2 separate regions of the Oryctolagus cuniculus genome follow, and region 2 is linked to region 1. A link is a contact called in public Hi-C data. All regions are on one chromosome and are shown on one strand. Each heading gives the region's core, a stretch centred on a gene start, on an enhancer-like site or on the middle of the called end of the contact. The rest is flanking DNA. Distances are from core to core; before and after follow the strand shown. Region 1 overlaps PGS1 (phosphatidylglycerophosphate synthase 1). Region 2 holds the start of SOCS3 (suppressor of cytokine signaling 3).

Region 1 (3,434 bases), core at 672-3,171:
GTTCTTGATGAGCGGCGTCACCATCTTCACCCAGAGCTTCACCTGCCGACTGGGCTGCTCGAAGGTGGCGGAGGACACCACGGCCGACCGCAGGTAGAGCTGCTGCTGCTCCTGAGGGGAGAAGGTGGCCGTGAGCACCCGGGCGGCGGAGCCAGGGGAGGCCCTGCTGCTCCTGAGGGGAGAAGGCGGCCGTGAGCGCCCGGGCGGCGGAGCCGGGGGAGGCCCTGCAGCTGATCACCTTCTCTACGCGAGCGGAAATGACACGGTCTTTCTTCTACTTTGTGCCGTCACCGCCCCGAGCTGACGCAGGCTGTGGCCATCAGCGAGCCTCTTTCTGGAGACAGCCCGGGCGGCACACTCACCGGAGTCGGCCCCCAGAAAACCGCGCACGCGCACACGCGCATACACACACGTGTTTACCCCAGCAGCGCTGCTGCCAGGGAAGGCTGGCAACCACCTAGCGTCCACAGCCTGCACGACTCGGCCTCCGGCTCCTCTGGCTCAGGGTCCCCGCCCCAGACACCAAAGCCCCTCCCACAGGAGGCGGGGCCTGCACCTTACTCAGCCTTCCCCCCCGCCCCCCCCCCCCCCCCCCGGCGTTGTCAGCCCTCACGTCCAAGCACTACGTAAACAGCTGTTGAACGTGTTAGGGACTAACAAGGAAAGTCCGCACATTCAGTCCAAGTGCTGACCTATTTCAGGCCGAGACTGGCTGACCCCCACACGCGGGCCGTCCGATGCCCAGGGCTGGCTAGTCCTAACGTCATCAGAAGTGACACTTCTCTCTCCACACGCACACGAGACGGGCAGGGGGCCAAACACAGCGCAGTTACCGCTGGGCACCAGTTCCTCCCAGTAGCTGTTATCTAATTTTTATAATAAAAGCTTATTACTTTCACATTTAAAAAGTTAGAATTTTTAGACTGTGTTCAGATCCTTAAGAAGCAAAACTCATATCGCCCGTGACGAGGCGTTCAGTCGGGGCCACGATTCTGGGTTCTGTTTCCATCACTCGGGCTCTGTGGCCTCCCCAACCCCCAACCCCGTCTCCAGTGCCCTCACTTGTACACCCTGGCCACACCTCCACGCACCAGCCCAAGGACCACAGGACGTGGCTATGGATACACTCTGCCACCCCAGGCCACGAGCCCTGCCCTGTGTCCCTGGCAATGCCTCTGCCCCCCCAGGGCAGGGCAGGACCCTGGCTGGGGAAATCCAACGCTCCCCTTCTTCCTGCACACCCACGCCGTCGCGAGACCAGGGCAACACAGCGGCCGGCATGTGAGTGGCACAGACCCACAGCCACAGCTCACACACACACCCAATCCTCTAGCCTCCTGAGGCTGCCAAGGCCCACATCCCAGCGGGGTGCGCCTGAGGGAGGAGCCAGCGTGGCTCCCGGGGGGCTGCTTTGCCGAAGTCTCCATGGACCGGCTCCAGTTCTGTTTTTAAATGAATGCACAGCCAAGATTGCCATTAAATCACCAGAAACACGTGCGTGTCCTCGCGGCTCCGCCTCAGGGCAGGGGGAGGAAGTCAGCGGACGGGGCACACGGCTGTAACCGCGCCGCTTCTGGGGTCACTTCGCACAAAACCAGGCAGCTTCCGGCTCTTACTGTGCGCGCTGAGTGAAGGGAGACTTCAGATTCGCCTAAAAACACCTCCCCACTCGCACGCCCATCCTGGGTCCAAGGAGAGGGCCGGGGTAGCTCCCGAAGCAGGGACGCAGGCTGCAGGGAGGCTGCTGCACTCGGGCCTGGGGGCCTGGACCCCAGAGGGCGAGGAGGCGGCTGAGTGGCCGGGAAATGCCTTCTGCATGAGCAGAGCGAGGGAGCTGGCATTTACCCTGGGGGAGGACAGGCACACCCCCACGGGCATCCTGGGCTGTGCTCCCACCCTCAGCCTCGGCCACCGTTGTGTCTGGGTATGTGTGCCTGGGTGTATGTGCGTGGCTGGGTATATCTGTGCGCATTTCTCAAACACACTAATAAAGTTGGGGAGGGGGGCACAGGTGCTGTGAGACAGCAGGCAGGCCACTGCTCAGACTCCTACCTCCTGTATCAGAGTGCCGGGGGGAGGGTCCCCGCCTCCACTTCTGACCCAGCTTCATTAAGGCAGCGTGGGCCCCGTACCCATGTGGGAGACCCGAGTGGAGCTCCTGGCTGCAGCCCGGCCCAGCCTTGGCTGCTGTGGGCGTCCGTGACGTCCATCAGAGGACGGAAAACAGCTCTCCCCCACCCCTCCTGCAGGTGCACTTGCTCACTCACTCACATGCCACACACAAGCACACACACACACACAACACGCACCCATACACACCACACCCCATACACACAACACGCACCCAATACAGCACACACACCATACACACCACACCCCATACACACAACACGCACCCGATACAGCACACACACCATACACACCACACCCCATACACACAACACGCACCTGATACAGCACACACACCATACACACCACACCCCATACACACAACACGCACCCGATACAGCACACACACCATACACACCACACCCCATACACACAACACGCACCTGACACAGCACACACACCACACCCCATACACACCACACAACACCCACCCCATACAGCACACACCCCATACACACAACATGCACCCAATACAGCACACACACCATACACACCACACCCCATACATACCACACACCCCACACATGTATCACACATACATACCACACACACATCACATATACACCACACCCCTTACACCAACCCCAAACACACCATATACATACAACACACCCCATTCACACACATAACACATACACCACACAACACGCACCCTACAGCACACATCACATACACACCACCATACCCCATACACCCATCCCATACACACCACACATACAACACACCCCATACATACACATCACACAACATCGATCTCACATACACACAACACACACAACACACACCCCATCCAGCACACACACATACACATCACACCCCACACACATACAACACAACTCACACATCACACACACCCCATACACATCACACATACAACACACCCCATACATATATCACACACAACACACATCACATGTACACACACCTCACAATCACAACACGCACCCTATACAGCACGCACACATATCACATATATACCACCATTCCATACACACCACACATATAACACATCCCATATACACACATCACACATACACACCCTATCTATACACACCAAATACCCCATATACCCCACACTATTCACGTATACACCACACTCCCAAACACACATCCCATACACACCATACACACACCACATACAAACCACACAACACACCCATATACCACATGCCCCATACACACCAAGCATACACACCACACACACACACACATCTCACATACCCATACGCCACACCCCACACACATACACCACCTGCACTATATTT
Region 2 (3,174 bases), core at 174-2,673, 45 kb after region 1:
ACCACCCTAGCCAAGGCTCCCCCAGCCCAGGTCCCAGGCCGCTGGTCCCAGCGGGATCCACCCTGCTTGCTGGTCCCAGCGCCAGGCCAGGCTGAAACAGGTCCTGCAGGCAGCTCCCCGGGATGGACGGACGAATGGACTCTTGTCACTTACAAAGCACTTTCTCCTCCATTAACTCCAGGGCTACTCCCGTCCTCCACGGCTGGGCAGGCCGGCAAGGGGTGGGGAGAGGGTGAGGCGCGGGGTGCGGAGAGGAGAAGCAGCCGCAGCCCCAGCCCGCTCCTCGGGCTGCAAGTACTGTGAGGGCGCAGCCTGGGTCTCACTCACCCCCCCACCCCACCCCGGGGATACCTCGCTCGGCACCCGGCACCCGGCACCCAGTGCTTGTGAACTGTGTGGACCAAGCCAATGTCCCCCTGCAGAAGGAACCCGATTTCTGCTCACGGCTGCTCTGCCCACGGAGCTGCCGCCGGAGCTGCCGCCGGGTCCCCCAGCCGGAACCACCGTGACCAAGAGCAACTCAGTCCTGTGTCCTCCCCTGGTCTCCTCTTCATCCTCCATCTTCCTCTTCTCACAGCAGGCGACACGGGAGACACGTCCCGGGCGCGGCTGCACCACCCGCGAGTTCTCGCCTGCCTAACTTTTACTCCCAGGCTGACCCGGCCCGGGTGGTGAGCGCCCCCCTCTTAGGCATCCACCATCCCCTGCAGCTCCCTCCCAAGCCATTCCCGCCGGCCCCTACGAGACCCCAGGGCGCCCCCTAGCGTGCGCGGGGCAGCACCCTGGCGTCCCTAAGAGGCCTCGGGGACAGCAGCACCTGGCTCGATCCACGCGGGTCCGGAACAGACGTGCGCGTGGACGCGGCTTTTTCTGGGTGTGTACGTGCGTGCACGGGGGCGAGGGTCTGGCACCCGTGTCTGCGCCTCCAGAGAGCCCGGCGGCGGGCCGAGCTGCCACGCAGGCTGTGTCCCCCACCCCCCACCCCCGGGGACTCCCGGCCTCGCTTCAGCGACGCAGCCCACAGGTGAGGCCGCGCGCGCCCACCTCCAGCAGCTCCTGGCTCAGACCCTCGCCGCCCCCGCCCCTCCACGGCCCGGCGGAGAACAGGCCCCGGCTCCCCTTCGGCCGGCCTGGGGCAGCCATCGGGACTTTGGGCCGGCCCGGGTGGGGGCGAGGGGGTGTCCCCGCGGGGTCCGGGAAAAGCAAAAAAGGGTACCAGGGAGCCTCTCCCGGCCGGCCTCCTAGAAGTGCCTGCGCTCGCTCGCGGCGCGCCCGCCCCCGCCAGAAACCGGCCTTCTTAGAAGGGAGGGGGCGGGGGAAAGTGTGAATGAGCCGCCGGGGGCGGGGCGCGGGGGAGGGGCCGCTGCCAGGAACGCGCCGCCGGGGCTGGCGCCGCGCCCGCCGGCCGCCGGGCCGCCCGGGCTGGCGCTTTGTCTGCGCGCGCCTGTGCCGCGCGGCCCCTGCCCGCGGCCCGCCCGGCCGGCCCCGCCCTCGCGGGCGCAGCCTCCGGCGCTGCGAGTAGTGACTAAACATTACAAGAAGGCCGGCCGCGCAGTTCCAGGAACCGGGGGGCGGGGCGGAGGCCGCCTATATACCCGCGCGCGCGGCCCCGGCCGCGGCTCCCGCCCCGCGCCCCGCGCCCCGCGCCGCCGCCGCCGCCGCCGCCGCTCCGGCCCCGCGCGCCGCCGGCTCCGTGCCCGCCGCGGCCCCTACCTCCTCCCTGAGAGACCGGCCCGACCCGGGCTTCAGGACGGGCACGCCGGGGCCCCTTTGTGGACTTCGCGGCCGCCAACATCTGCGCGCTGCGCGGGCCACCGCTTGGCCGCCGCCGCCGCCTCGCCTCGGGGGGCCGCAGGAGGCGCAGCCCGGAGGCTGGAGACTTGGGTTCGGGACGAAGGTAGGAAGGAGGGGTGCGGCGTGGGGAGGGCCGCGAGGGGGGTCTTGCTTAGCGCCCGGAGCTTTGCCCGGTGTCCCCTCCCCTTCCCGGGCTGTTCCCGGCAGGGAGGGGACGAGGCAGGGGCTGAGCGGATGGGAGCCGGAGATCCCAGGTTCCCGGAATGCTCGGGCTGGGGCGCTCCGGCTTCTCCCGTCCGCTCCCCACCCCCAAGCCTCGGGTTTCTCCCCGGGACTGAGAGGCGCCCGGAGCGTCCCGGGAGCCCTCTCCCGCTGCCGGGCCGGGCGGCGCTCCTAGAGACCCAACTTCCGCGCGCTCGAGTTTCCCACTCGGCGCCCTCCTGGTGCGCGCTGGGGAAGGGGCCGCCCGGGACCACCCCGGCGACGGGGGCAGGGCCGACTCTGCGCGGTGCCCGGGTCGCCGCGGGGGCCTCCGAAGCGGGGGATGCCCCGCGCACCGGGTGGAGGCAGGGGAGCCGGGGCGGGCTGGGCGCGCTGGAGGGTTCCGGGCACTCACGCGGCGTGCGCCTTCCTCCCCGCAGCCCCCCGGGATGCGGTAGCGGCCGCTGTGCGGAGGCCGTGAAGCAGCTGCAGCCGCCGCCGCGCAGATCCACGCTGGCTCCGTGCGCCATGGTCACCCACAGCAAGTTTCCCGCCGCCGGGATGAGCCGCCCGCTGGACACCAGCCTGCGCCTCAAGACCTTCAGCTCCAAGAGCGAGTACCAGCTGGTGGTGAACGCAGTGCGCAAGCTACAGGAGAGCGGCTTCTACTGGAGCGCGGTGACGGGCGGCGAGGCGAACCTGCTGCTCAGCGCGCAGCCCGCCGGCACCTTCCTCATCCGCGACAGCTCGGACCAGCGCCACTTCTTCACGCTGAGCGTCAAGACCCAGTCGGGGACCAAGAACCTGCGCATCCAGTGCGAGGGGGGCAGCTTCTCGCTGCAGAGCGACCCCCGGAGCACGCAGCCTGTGCCCCGCTTCGACTGCGTGCTGAAGCTGGTGCGGCACTACATGCCGCCTGCGGACGCCCCGCCCTCCCCGGAGCCCCCAGCCCCCGAGGCCTCGGAGGAGCCCGAGCAGCCGCCGCCGCCCGGGAGCCCCCCGCGCCGAGCCTACTACATCTACTCCGGGGGCGAGAAGATCCCCCTGGTGTTGAGCCGGCCGCTGTCCTCCACCGTGGCCACCCTGCAGCATCTCTGCCGGAAGACGGTCAACGGCCACCTGGACTCCTACGAGAAGGTCACCCAGCTGCCGGGGCCAATTCGGGAGTTCCTGGACCAG

The links. Hi-C and Micro-C count contacts between places; a contact is called where the count stands out from the background.
Region 2: a contact with region 1 is called in a Hi-C map of an unstated tissue, with 4 times the contacts expected there. The contact joins the promoter of SOCS3 here to the enhancer-like site in region 1. A contact is called at or near these places in 3 of 6 Hi-C or Micro-C datasets (ear pinna, liver and an unstated tissue).

What each region holds. Positions count from the first base shown.
Region 1 is chr17:3,083,485-3,086,918 of mOryCun1.1, forward strand. It overlaps PGS1 (phosphatidylglycerophosphate synthase 1), which reads right to left. Exons shown (of 10, transcript XM_051841566.2): 9 at 1-111. Among named protein-coding and RNA genes, the nearest start is that of PGS1, 32 kb to the right of the region's middle. Within about 2 kb of position 1,922, at least 1 of the 8 cell types and tissues checked has an H3K27ac peak or open chromatin away from gene starts, as enhancers often do.
Region 2 is chr17:3,129,149-3,132,322 of mOryCun1.1, forward strand. It overlaps SOCS3 (suppressor of cytokine signaling 3), which reads left to right and starts at 1,424. Exons shown (of 2, transcript XM_008252845.3): 1 at 1,424-1,897; 2 at 2,436-3,174. The coding sequence starts at 2,524.